Linked DNA regions of Anas platyrhynchos: region 2 is linked to region 1. The links are chromatin contacts, called in public Hi-C maps. All regions are on one chromosome and are shown on one strand. Each heading gives the region's core, a stretch centred on a gene start, on an enhancer-like site or on the middle of the called end of the contact. The rest is flanking DNA. Distances are from core to core; before and after follow the strand shown.

Region 1 (3,226 bases), core at 396-2,895:
CAGGAGAGCTTCCACCGCTGGTGGCATCCTGGGGGTGCCCCAAACAGGCCGGTGGGTGGGGAAGGCAGCACCGTGCTGGCAGCATCTTCAACCATGGCCTCGCCCGCAGCCCGTCCCCTCCGAGCCCCCAATTTGCTGTACAGACGACCTTCTCCCCCAGAGCAAAAATTCTTGCAGGAAAGACACCTTCCTCGGGTGAGCCCTCACACCAGGGCAGACCACGGCCTTCGGCTCCAGGGGAGCTACGCGGGGACAAGCCCCCACCTAAGGTGGGTGGCAGAGGCAGAGCCTTCCTGGGTCTGCTCGGGGGTCTGGAGAGCCCCCAGGCTGTGCCTGACCACGTGGAGGGGAAGCGAGGGCTCCCCGGATGAGCTCTTGCCTGCATGGGGCTGGGGGCTGCCGCTGTCCCTGCCTCTCTTCAGCGCCTGGGGATGCTGCAGCTGGGGAGTGGAGCCTGGCAGTGACAGGGCTCGTTCCTCCCAGCTAACGCTGGTGGCTGTGGCTCCTGGCAGTGCTGCAGCTCCTCAGTGCCTTGCACACTGCAACCGAGCGGGATGGAGCCCTGTCCCTGCCAGCAGCAAGTGCTGCTGGTTTGTGGGGCCGTGCGGTGTCCTCGGGGCTGTAAGGATGTGCGGCTCCTCAGCCAATTTGTGGCACCTGCCTGCCTGGCTCCTGTAACACCTCCCTGATCTCCTTCCCCTTCCTGCCCTGTTAGCCGCTGATCGCGGCACAAAGACCCCAGCTTTGTGGCTGGGCACACGGGGGCCCCATGGCCCCACTGCAGCCCCGCAGGAGGGGATGTGGGGTCGGCTTCTCTCCTGCAGAGCAGCCCGGAGACCAAAACCGCTGGAGAAGTGAGACCCTAGCTGCCTGCTCTAAAGTCTGCCGACAGCAGCACACGGGGCTTCGCTTGCTTCCCCAGCTGCGTCCAAGAAGGGTTTAAAAAGGGACAAGCGTGGGAGACCAAAGTGACCACGGTGCCAACTCTGTCTAACCCGGCCCCACGCCACCCCTCGGCTCCTGTCTCCATCCGCAAGCAGCAAGTACAAGGTAGAGAGTGGGACCACCGAGAGGTCACGGCTGGGGACTGTCTGTAGGAGATCGGAAAGAACAGAACCAAAAAAAAAAAAAACTCGAAATAAAAAAAAAATAAAAAGGAAGGGGAAATTAAAAAAGAGACAGGAAAAAATATACGTTATGAAAGGCAAAAAATTACAAACTGAAGAGAGGCACAAAGGACTCCAACATCAATGCAACAGCAGAGGCCAGCAGAGAGGAGCACAGCCAGGCACAAACCACGGATTCGTGTTACAACAGCCTCTGCAGAGAGAAAGGGGGTTAACCTGCCCGGCTCTGCGAGGCAGGAGCATGCACTGCGGGTTGCGGGAACAAAGCAGCAAAGTCTCTGGAGCGGGAAGCTGAGCCCTGCGAGCCCTGCGCCTCCCCTCCGGGCACACACGCGTGGGGAAGGAGCGAGCCTGCCCCGGCGAGGGGGAGAGCCCGCACGTGGCCGCTGCTGGCTCCGGGCCCTGCTATGGACACGCAGAGCTCCTGGCTTGTGAGGGACAGCGGTTCTGAGAGGCAGCGAGGGCTGCCCGGTCCTGGGCTCAGCCGTGCCAACCCCTCACATGGCGCCTGCGCTCCCCAGCGCTGTGCCGGGGAGGAAGGAGGCACCTCCTGAGCAGCCATGGGGAGGGACGGGCACTGGGCTCGGAGCTGCCCTTGGAGAGGTTTCAGGTCCTCTCAAAGATTTGCTGTTTGTTTGCTTGGGTGTTTTTTTTTTTGCTGGCCAAGCAGCTGAGCAAAGCGGCTGGCTGCAGGAAAGCGGGGACAGCCGCCGGGGCTGGCGGGCGCAGGTTCCCCCTCGGGGACCAGCATGCAGCACACGCGATGGCAGGGGGGAACAAAAGAGAGAACAGCAGGGTTGCAAAAAAATTAAAAAAAAAAAAAAGGACAAAAAAAAGAAAAAAAAAAAGGACATCAACAGCCTTGGGAATCCAAGGCCACAGGGCAGAGAGAGAGTGCAAGGCACCACAGCACATGTCACAGGAGACAGACAGACAGACAGCCCCGTGCCGATCAGATACGTAAAATATCACCACTCCGGGACCCTCACTGACCTCTAACTTGTTGCTCCAGGTTCAGTATGACTGATACGGCCTGGTGTAGGATTAGCAGTTTGGTCTGCGGTTTTTCGCTGTTTAGGTGGAGTTGGCACATGCGTCCGAGCTCTTTAAAGGCCTCGTTGATGTCACGGACCCGCAGGCGCTCACGGGCATTATTGGCGACCCTCCTTTCTCTCTCTCTCTCGGCTTTTTGCTCTGGGGGAAGAAGATCGTCCTCCTCATCCTCATCTTGACTAATGGTTTAAAATAAGAACGAGACAGGGACATTCCTCGCGTGCACTCTCAGCACTGGTCAACTCACAGAAAAGAAACACACATCGGGCACCGAGACGCTGCGCCCCGCGTGCCCCCGCTGGGACACGGGGACATGCGGTGACTTTGGAGAGAAGCAATTAAGACTCTTCTTCTTCCATCCCCTCCCCCCCGCATTTTTTTTTTTAAATACAAAGCAAATAAAGAAACCACAACAATGCGATTAAGGCCTGAGTTTGTCGCTGGGAGGTCGTGCGGTGGCCCGGAGAAGGCATTCAGGGCTGACACTGGTGTCCCCAGCTACAATTTCAGGGACGGGCAGCACCTGCCTCTGGGGCAGGAGGTGGCCGCTGTCTGGCAGGAGCGGGGCCGGCACTGCCCCTCTGGGCAGCATCGCCCTGCCGAGGTCCCCGAGCCGATGGCGAGGCTGCGGACAAGCCAGCACGCTGGAAGGACTCCACCTGATCCGCTGCCACGTGTCTGGCTGGATGCAACGGGGGTTCAGGAGCCCCGAGGCAGACAGCAGAGCCGAACTGTAGCAGGGAGGAGGCTGAAAACCCCCCCCAGCCTCCAGCCAGGGATGCTGAGCGCCCCTTCCTGCCTCAGCACAGCCACGATGCCCCCAGCGAGCACCCAGGCGGGCGCAGCTTGCGCGGACAAGGCACAAAGCCTCCGGCCGTGGGGATGGGGGCAGCAGGGCAGGGAGGCCAGGAGGCTGAGAGCCTTCCCCAGCACGGCACGGCCCACGCCACGCACCTGCGAGGACGGGCAGGGCTCCCGTGGTGGGTAGGGGCTGGTGGATCCACACCACGGGACGACCCCCGGCCTCACCGGGCCGAGCCAAGCAC
Region 2 (3,010 bases), core at 430-2,929, 62 kb after region 1:
GTGATCCAAACTGTTTGTAAGCTGTGCCGGCTCAGCCACCACATTTCAATAAAGTTTTAAAATACAAAATATACCGAAATCTGCCCAGCACGGAAAAACAGCCCGGGGATTTTTTATTTTACTTTTTGTTTTAAAAAAGGAGTTTAAGTGTCACCAGTGCATCTGGACATTATTTTTAAAGCGCCTTCACCCACCCACAGCCCTGCTCCCGGCCGTGACGGGGGGGGGGGGGCGGGCAGGGAGCCCCCTTCTGGGGGTCCCTTGGGTGCTGGGGGGGGGGGGGGGGGGGGCAGCACCTTGGGACCCCCCCCATTTCCAGCACACGAAGCCCCCCAAGGCAACACTCGCCCCGGGACAACTTTAACAACTCGCAGTGCAGGGTTCAGCCAGGGCCTTTTTGAAAAAAATAACTATTTTCACGTCTTTTTATAAAAAAAAAAGGAAAAAAAAGCAAAACAAAACTCTGTTTTTAACTTAAAAGTTAAAAGGGCCGCCGGGCCCCGTCCTCCATCCGCACAAAGGCCGGGGCCGGGCTGACCCCGTGGGACTGGTGGGGGGGTCCCCGGGGGGGGTCCGAGGCTGCTTCCCCGCTCCCCCCGGGCCCCCCCCGGGCAGGACAAAGGCTGCCAAGGCCCGGCCGGCTCCGTGCCCCCCTCCCGGCCGGGCCGGGCCCCTGCAGCCACCGCTCGGCGTGGCCGGGGGGGGGGGCGTTTGAAGCAGCCTCTGCCCCCCCCAAACCCCCTCGCATCGCCCCGGGACGAGCCCAAGCGGCCCCACCGCCACCCGGACCCCTTCGTGCCCCCCCCCCCCACCCCCAAACCGTGCAGCCCCCCCCGGGCCGGGGTGGAGGCCGAGCGGCCCCCCCCTCCTTTTAGCCCCCCCCCCCACCGGCCTCACGCTAAGGGGGGGGGGCTCAGAGCGGGCCGCCCCCTCCTTGTGCCCCCCCTCGAAACTTTCACAGCCATGGGGGGGGGGAGGAACAGAGACCCCCCCCCACCAAAACCCCCCCGGGGGGGCCCGGCCCCAACTTCGCAGCCACCGGGAGCGGGGCGAGGGAACGGGCCCCCCCCCCCATAAAGAGCCGGACCCCCCCCCGCAGCGTGGAAAGGGGGTGAGGAGGGGGGGGGGTCCCGGTGCCTGCAGCCCCCCCCCCATCCCCCCCTGCAAACTTCGCGGAGCGCCGGGGACAAAAGAGCCGGGCCGGGGGGCGCCGGGCACGGACCCCCCCGAGCCCCCCCCCCCCCACCTCAGTTCCCAGCCCCCCCCCGGGGGTCCCGCCCCGCCCGCGGCTGCTCGAGGTCTGCCCCCCCCCCCCATACCGTTCCCCCCCCCCCTCCTTAAGTTTTTTTTTTTTCTGTTTTTTTATTATTTTTTTTTTACCTGTTCCGGGGCACAACCGCGCCCCCGGTGCGTGCGCGGAGGGGCGGCGGGCGGGGAGAGGGGGGGGGGGGCAGGAGGAGAAGGGCAGCGCATGAAGCTCCCGCGGGCACCCAGGCGGTGGCTGCGGCCCCGGCCCGGCCTTGGAAGCGGCCGCGGCGCCCTGTGCCGGCGGGCGGCCCCGGCCCCGGCCCCGGCCCCGGCCCCTATTGTTCTGGCGCCGCCGGCGGGCACGGCGCAGCGAAGCGGCAGCGCCTGGCTCCGGCCCGGGCGGCGCGTGCGCCCCGCGCCCCCGCCCCCGGGGTTTGGCCGGGCCCCAGCGCCGCCGCCTCCCCCCCCCCCCCCCTCCCCCGTTAGGCCACGCCCACTCCACCTCAGGCGCCTCCCCTCGCTGTATCCCTCCGCCGCCTCTCCTCTCCGTATCTCCCCCCCGCCGCAGCGAGGAGAGGGCAGAGATGAAAGCAGCGTGGGGGGGAAAAGGGGGAGAAGGGGGGAGCGCGGCGGGAGGGGTGTGGGGGGTGTGGGGGGGGAGGGCCGCCGTGAGGAGAGGGGGACTATGTTTTGTGGCGGAGGGATACAGACGAGGATTGGGTGAGATGAACACTGATAAGGCCGCGCGGCGCTGCCCAATGGAAAGGGGGCGCAGCGCGAGTGGCGGGAGGCGTGGCCAATCGGAACGCGCCCTGCCGCGGGGCCCGCCCACCAAGCGGGGAGGCGGGGCTCTGCGCGGGCAGGGGGCGGGCGTTGTTTCGCGTCGCCGCCCGCAGCTCCCCCGGCGGCCGCGGGGCCCCCGACGGGGCGGGCGGGCAGAAAAGAGCCCGGCCGGGGGCGGGGGCGGGGGCGGCCCGGCGGGCACTGGTGTTGGGTGGGCAGGGGGTTAGCGAGTCGAATAAAGTTGCTGCTTTATAATTATTCGGTTATTAACCGGGGGTTAGGGGTGGCGCTGGATCGCTGCGCTCCCAGAGCAGACGCCGAGCGGGGCTGGGGGGGAGATGCCCCAATTCTGTGGAGGATTTGGGGTTTTCTCCCCTCCTCTCTGGATGCCCTCCCTGGGCTTGTACCCGCTGGCTGCTGGGGTGCTGAGCAGCGGAGCGGTGCCCGTCGGGGGGCAAAGGGAGCAAGGGGTGGGGAGGGAGGACACAGGACCCCATGGGGGATGCAGGTGGCAGCAGAAATGTCCCCTCTCCCCCTCTCCATAGCACCTGTGACACCCCAAATGCCTCCCGTGCCTGGAGACCAAACAATACTGGAAGCATCCTCGCCCCTCTGCCTTCAGCCCCATCCCTTCATCGAGCCCCGGTCACCCTGCCATGGCTGGCTCGGGTTCCCTGCAGCCTCGGCACTGCTGTGCCCCGGCCGGGAGCCTTCCCGGGGGCACCGAGGGGCTGGGGGTGACATAAAACCACTGCTGGGAGCGGGGCTGAGCCCTGACTGGGGTGCAGAGATGTCACCCCCTGGCCCATGCTTCATGCTCCCGGTGCTAAAGGAACAGTGGAGCAGCCTCGTGCAGTGCCCCTTGCCTTTCCTCCCGTGTTTTGTCCCTGCCTGGTGGCCCCCCCCTCGGGGTGCTGTCACCCCCCTGTCCCCCCCCAGAGCGGTCACTCTCCCCTTGCTGTGAAGCGTCGCCCCTCGC

Evidence for each region. Hi-C and Micro-C count contacts between places; a contact is called where the count stands out from the background.
Region 2: a Hi-C map of liver shows a contact between it and region 1, with 2.2 times the contacts expected there. The contact joins the promoter of TCF3 here to the enhancer-like site in region 1. A contact is called at or near these places in 4 of 8 Hi-C or Micro-C datasets (liver, skeletal muscle, small yellow follicle and 1 more).

The regions. Positions count from the first base shown.
Region 1 is chr29:4,584,931-4,588,156 of IASCAAS_PekinDuck_T2T, forward strand. TCF3 (transcription factor 3) reads right to left here. Exons shown (of 20, transcript XM_038169034.2): 18 at 2,121-2,359. Among named protein-coding and RNA genes, the nearest start is that of UQCR11, 13 kb to the left of the region's middle. Within about 2 kb of position 1,646, at least 1 of the 8 cell types and tissues checked has an H3K27ac peak or open chromatin away from gene starts, as enhancers often do.
Region 2 is chr29:4,647,197-4,650,206 of IASCAAS_PekinDuck_T2T, forward strand. It overlaps TCF3 (transcription factor 3), which reads right to left and starts at 1,680. Exons shown (of 20, transcript XM_038169034.2): 1 at 1,381-1,680.